Linked DNA regions of Mus musculus: region 2 is linked to region 1. The links are chromatin contacts, called in public Hi-C maps. All regions are on one chromosome and are shown on one strand. Each heading gives the region's core, a stretch centred on a gene start, on an enhancer-like site or on the middle of the called end of the contact. The rest is flanking DNA. Distances are from core to core; before and after follow the strand shown.

Evidence for each region. A called contact is a pair of places that touch in the nucleus more often than the background predicts.
Region 2: a Hi-C map of cortical neurons shows a contact between it and region 1, with 1.7 times the contacts expected there. The contact joins two enhancer-like sites. A contact is called at or near these places in 1 of 15 datasets of contacts at CTCF or cohesin (large pre-B cells), 1 of 484 Hi-C or Micro-C datasets (cortical neurons) and 1 of 9 other capture datasets (embryonic stem cells).

What each region holds. Positions count from the first base shown.
Region 1 is chr16:49,632,301-49,635,000 of GRCm38.p6, reverse strand. All of the region lies in intron 2 of Gm31494 (a long non-coding RNA gene), which reads left to right. Among named protein-coding and RNA genes, the nearest start is that of Gm31494, 11 kb to the left of the region's middle. Within about 2 kb of position 1,275, at least 14 of the 459 cell types and tissues checked have an H3K27ac peak or open chromatin away from gene starts, as enhancers often do. A contact at or near this core is called in cortical neurons, where this site is marked.
Region 2 is chr16:49,905,012-49,907,711 of GRCm38.p6, reverse strand. Cd47 (CD47 antigen (Rh-related antigen, integrin-associated signal transducer)) reads right to left here. Exons shown (of 9, transcript NM_001368415.1): 8 at 900-931. Among named protein-coding and RNA genes, the nearest start is that of Gm19723, 49 kb to the left of the region's middle. Within about 2 kb of position 1,436, at least 133 of the 459 cell types and tissues checked have an H3K27ac peak or open chromatin away from gene starts, as enhancers often do. A contact at or near this core is called in cortical neurons, where this site is marked.

The sequences.
Region 1 (2,700 bases), core at 26-2,525:
AAACTCTGTATGTGTTTGCTGCTAATGGCTAATGATGGGCCTGCCCTTGCTCTGAGGAGCCTGGGAATCTATGCCATCTGACCAGGGGTAAACCCTAGCTAACAACTGATATACTTAAAGATGCAAACAATCTCTTACTGAATCAAAAGGCAAGGCTGCTATACGATTCAGCCTTCAGTGCTTCAGTGCAAAGTTCACCTATCAGACATCCTTAACACGTGATGTTCTGAAAGACAGAATCAGCGAGACGAAGCACCATGAAACTTCAGCCAAGCCTAGCCTGCTGGGCTTCTTGCTTTCTCTGCATTACCTCCTCATTTCTTTATAACCTGTTCTTGGATGTTCATTCCTCTCAGTGACCCTGCTGTTTTAATCCCCATCTCTGCCTCTGCTACTTGAAACTGGAGTTTATAGTGTGTTTACAGAGGTAATAGAGAAAATCTGTTCATCTGATGGGATGCATAGATGGAGGTTAGGGGCATCATTTCCCAACAGTTTGAACAGTAACAGGAAGGTGAAGGCAACAGCAGGCAAACATCCAGAGGAATGAAAGGTTAGTGGAAAGTTGATGATTTAGAATTGAAGCGAAAAGGAGATGTACTAAGATGCTTAACAGTGATAGATAGTATAAGAGTTTAGGATTGTTAGTGAGCTCTACCTCCGGGGATTTCTGTGAGACTGTCCCAAATGATTAGACCATGGGGGTTCTGGCATAGGGAATGGATTGCTCCATTGATGTGTTCATCATACAATAACAGAACAGGAAGCTACGAAAGGTAGAAGGTAAAGCCTTCTTGGAGGAAGTGGGTCACTGGGATCTAAATCTTGCCCTGGTTTCTTCATGTACCCCTTCCCCTTTTCTCTGTCCCCTGCCTATCATGGCAAAGTTCACCTATCAGACATCCTTAACACATGATGTTCTGAAAGACAGAATCAGTGAGACGAAGCACCATGAAACTCTGAGCCAAAGTAAACACTTTCTCCTTTACATTGTTTCTGTAAGGGTTTGCTCACAGGGAAGAGAAAACTAATATATTTGCAAAAGTCAACAAGGTGCATTGAGGCTAGAAAGGTGATACTGCGCCTCTGAGTCTGGAGTTTTCAGCAGTATGAGTGCCTGGGTGGCAATTAGAAATGAAGTCTGCAGCAAGGCTAGAAATTCAGACTCTGAGATAATTATATGAAGTCAGGCATCCTCAGAGTTGAATCATACTTCTCCTTTTATGGAAAAAGGCTAGCATGTGTCGTCTTGTGGAAATGCAAATAGGGCTGTGTAATTTAGTGGGAGTAGAACCAGGAATAACAGAAGCAGCTAAACAGAGCTGCACCATGGGTAAAGTCACCACCGAAGACAGTGCGCAACTCAAGGGGATGTTATTTTGAAGAAGCATATTTGAGAACGATTTACCAGGAGGAGGGATGGGATGCACTCATCCATTCCCTCCCAGTATTTGTGTGGATGTAGCATTCTCTGCAATTCCGTTTTTTATGTGCTGGGTTGGCAGAGTGATGTTAGAATTACTGAGATTCTCTCTCTCCCTTCTGAGGGCTCTAGATCAAGGCTTGCTCTCACACTAAATACATCAGAATGTAGTCATTGGACTATAGTCTTCCCTAGAACTGGTTTGTACAGTGTAGCTGCAGGAAGAAGTGGGCAGGTCGATGAAAATCATGCATAAGAGTTGATCATCAAGCACATATGCATGGGAGGTTCAATGTGTTCACACCACCTGAATATAGTTTGTCTTCGTATATAGGGTAAAGAATAGCCATAAAATGGACAAAAAGACCTGACTTACTGCAGACTCAAATCTGACCACACATAGAAATTAAGCTCTGAGACCTTGAACACACTGATCCTAATTTACTGGTGTGGGAACTGAGCATTTAGGAAGTGCTTGTCTTTATAGCTCTTTGCATCATTATGATAGGTTTTCTGCAAACTCAGATTAAGTCCTCCTTAACTTGCATAACTCCATTATTTCCGAGAAAGGGTAGTTGTTCCGGGAAGGGCTCACTTTCTCTGCTGAGTGCCATTGTTTCCAGTCTAAGTCTAGATCCTTCTCAGTGTGGCGTACACCTTGCTTCTGCTGGGCTTCTCCGGGTGCATGCACATTGGGTTTTTAATCAGGATACGAACAAGTTGGCAGTAAGCTTATACTAACAATCATGTCTTTAGAATACTCAATGCAGAGAAAGATGCTAAGGGAGGAAAGAAACAAAAGATGCTGGTAACGTCCATCAGATGAGAACAGTGTCCTGTGTTGTCCCTTGAGAAACAAAACCATGTTCAATCTCATGAAAACCATCTTATGCCCGGGGGGGATTGCCTTTTCCTCATTTGACACATTCATGAGCTAGAAGTTTGGTCCCTAACACCTCCCTCCCCAATGGAGGGGTATTGAAAGGTGATGAGACTTTAAGAGATGATCTGTTAATGATGACTGGGTCATGATGTCTTTGTAGGTGTCAGTGCTGCTCTCCTCTTGGTTGAGCCTGGCAGGAGTGGATTCATTCTTAATAAAGCAGGCTGTCAATGCGCAAGCCTGGCATCTTCTGGCTCTGCTCTTGCTGCACATCTTTTAGAAGAAGGAATTATTGGATTATAGTTCCAGGGACAGAGGCTATCATGGCAGGGGAGAGGGGGTACCAGGGGGCCAGGCAAATGCAAAGCAGAGAGAGCTAAGTGGATATGGGACA
Region 2 (2,700 bases), core at 187-2,686, 270 kb before region 1:
TTTTCACATCATGCAAATTGAACTCAGTAACAGCAAGAAAATTGGTAGGATTTAACGGTCCATTGCTTAGGTTATCTCTAAGCGGCTCTAGGAGAACTGTTAGCTGCTTGTGGCTAACACAGCTGTGTCACCAGTCTCCTCAGAATAAGAGGCAGAGGTGAATTAACACATTCTCCCAAGCCCGCCCTTTGGGCGTGTCCTTAGAGGCTGCCAGAGTTATCTGCCAGTCACTGTGGACAGGAAGCTGAGTCCAATATACTCCCACTTCAGATCTTAATTCCATGTAAGAACTCTCAGGTCTGTCACCATGGTGAGTTTATACAGTAATTTTTTTTCTCATACATTTCCTCCTGAATTTGATCTTTTTCTTAGAATTTTCCCAAAGACCTTATGGAGGTATTCAAATACAATAAAACCTTTAGGAAGGAAAAATGCTGATAAAATCGTAGGTCATTATTTGGAATGGATCTCTTCAACAACATATACCTTACAGACTATACTTTTTAAGGAAGTCAATTTAACACAAACTTTTCTTCCTTAATGTCGTGCTCAAAACTGTCACTCTATAAACTCACATCACACAAATCCAACAGATGGGGAGACACAGTGGAATCAGCTTCCTGCTGATGGAAGAGATAATTATATTCCCCCTCATAGATTCTGCATCTACATAGGGAGTACAAACTTACAGGGACACTTCTGTCTCATCAGTACTTAAATGCCTCAAGGTAAATCTTATGACACAAACAGACCTATTCATACACAGGCCCTGAAATGACTTCAGCATTGCCTTAATTTGATGTCACATTAAGCATAGAACCAAACAGTCCAATGTTCCAACCCCTCATTTTAATCCACCAAACAACTGCTTTTAATTAATTTCATAAACTTGGACTTACCCTAGGAGGTTGGATAGTCCTCTGGTTGGAAGCTGGTATAAATAAAAGCATAAATGCAACCAATAAGATACATAAAGCAATATAATACTTAATTTTAAGATAACATACATGTTCAGGACTAAAGCCAGAAGGTACTAGAGACTCCAGTGCAGGAGTTGTAGCTTTGATGGTCTACTTGAAAACTACAGAGGACTCTTGATTAAATGCATTGACAGGAGAAAAGCAAAGAGATGCCTACAGCAAATAAAAAAAAATAGACTCACTCATGTGCACATGCCTCTCTCATGTCAGATACCTGTCATACCTCATGTTGAAGAGAGGCTGTCAACTACTCACTGTTACCAGGGTACCATCTCTTTCTCCTTCCCAGCTGGGATGGCCAGAATAGGGCAACGAGTGACTTCCCCTCTCTCAACACACTCTCCTTGTTCCGAACTGAGCAGCCTTTTCTTCCTTTCTCTCATATTCCCAGTCCTCAAAGCTCTAGGCAGCTAGCACGCTACAACAAAGCATGAGCCCTTCAACGCCCCCTCCCTCCCTCCCTCCCTCGAGCTTAGAGCTACCCCAGATTGGTAGTTTCAAACCAAACCAGGGCTCCTCCCTCTGTGTATTCCTCCCTGGTGTTTTGAGTTGCAACCTTTACTGCTTCTGCACAGATTAGCTAATGAAGATGCAATAATAGAGGGCAGGAACTAAATGACAAGAGGGAAAAGAACAACATTAGACTGGTTTTAAAAAAAGACAAGAAAAAAGAAAAGAAAACTTCCTTGTAAAACCAGTTCAGGGAGCCATAGAGAGCAAGGAAAGCAGGTCTTAACACATAGCCTGTGTCCCAAGAACAGGAAAACGTGACCAGAAATAGTCTCTCAACAACTCAGGATTCTTTTCCTAGGCACAATTTCCTACCCCACCCATCTCAGTTTGAGAACTCCAAGCTTCCAGGTTTTTTAAACAGTGTAAGCACTCCGAGAGCCACAGCGGAATACACAATGTAGTTTTAAGGCAGGAGCAATGCAGAGTAATTTCCCAGTCATTCTGGACTGCCGAGAAACAGTGTTAGGGCTTATAGGATTCCACAGAAACCCAACTGGCTAGCACACAGAGGCACGCCCAAGACAGCCAAGTTCCCCTACCCTGCCCGTGCAGACTCAGCAAGCGTCTAACGCTAATGAAGACCAGGCTTTCTCAAACTGGAAAAGTGCAGCCACCAGGCCAGACATACACATCACATTACCACTAGAATTAGAAGAGGTTAAATTACAAACAACTAGAAACATAGGGATAGGAGGGACAGGTTTCAAAAGAAGAGAGAAAGTAGGCAAGGAAGAATTTGGAGTGGTGGGAATGAAGAAAGAAGCAGCTATGGAGTGTATCACACAGTTAGGCAGGAGATTGGGAGAAAAATGCAGTCATTCTTAAGTTACGTAAACTGAACTCAAGTAACAGGGAGAAGTAAGTGCTCAGCTATAAATGAGGCAGTTACCCCATCCCCCATTGAGGCCCAGGGAACACTGGGGAAGAAAGGGCAGAAGGAAGATAAGGGGTGGACGACAGAAACCAGAGCTACATGACTGCTATCTTCTGGGCATGCTACACACATTCTAACCATGAACCCAACGCAATTACACTTGCCTGCAGTACACCTCAACAAGACTGGGCCTGTCAGAAGCCAGGTGCTGATGGGGGGGGAGGGGGACCCAAGAGGCCTGGATCCCTTCCATCAAAGAAATGGCTAAGGAAAGATTCTGAGCCCTGGAGAGGCATTCCCTCAGCTGAATAAATACTCATGAGCCTGTCGGGC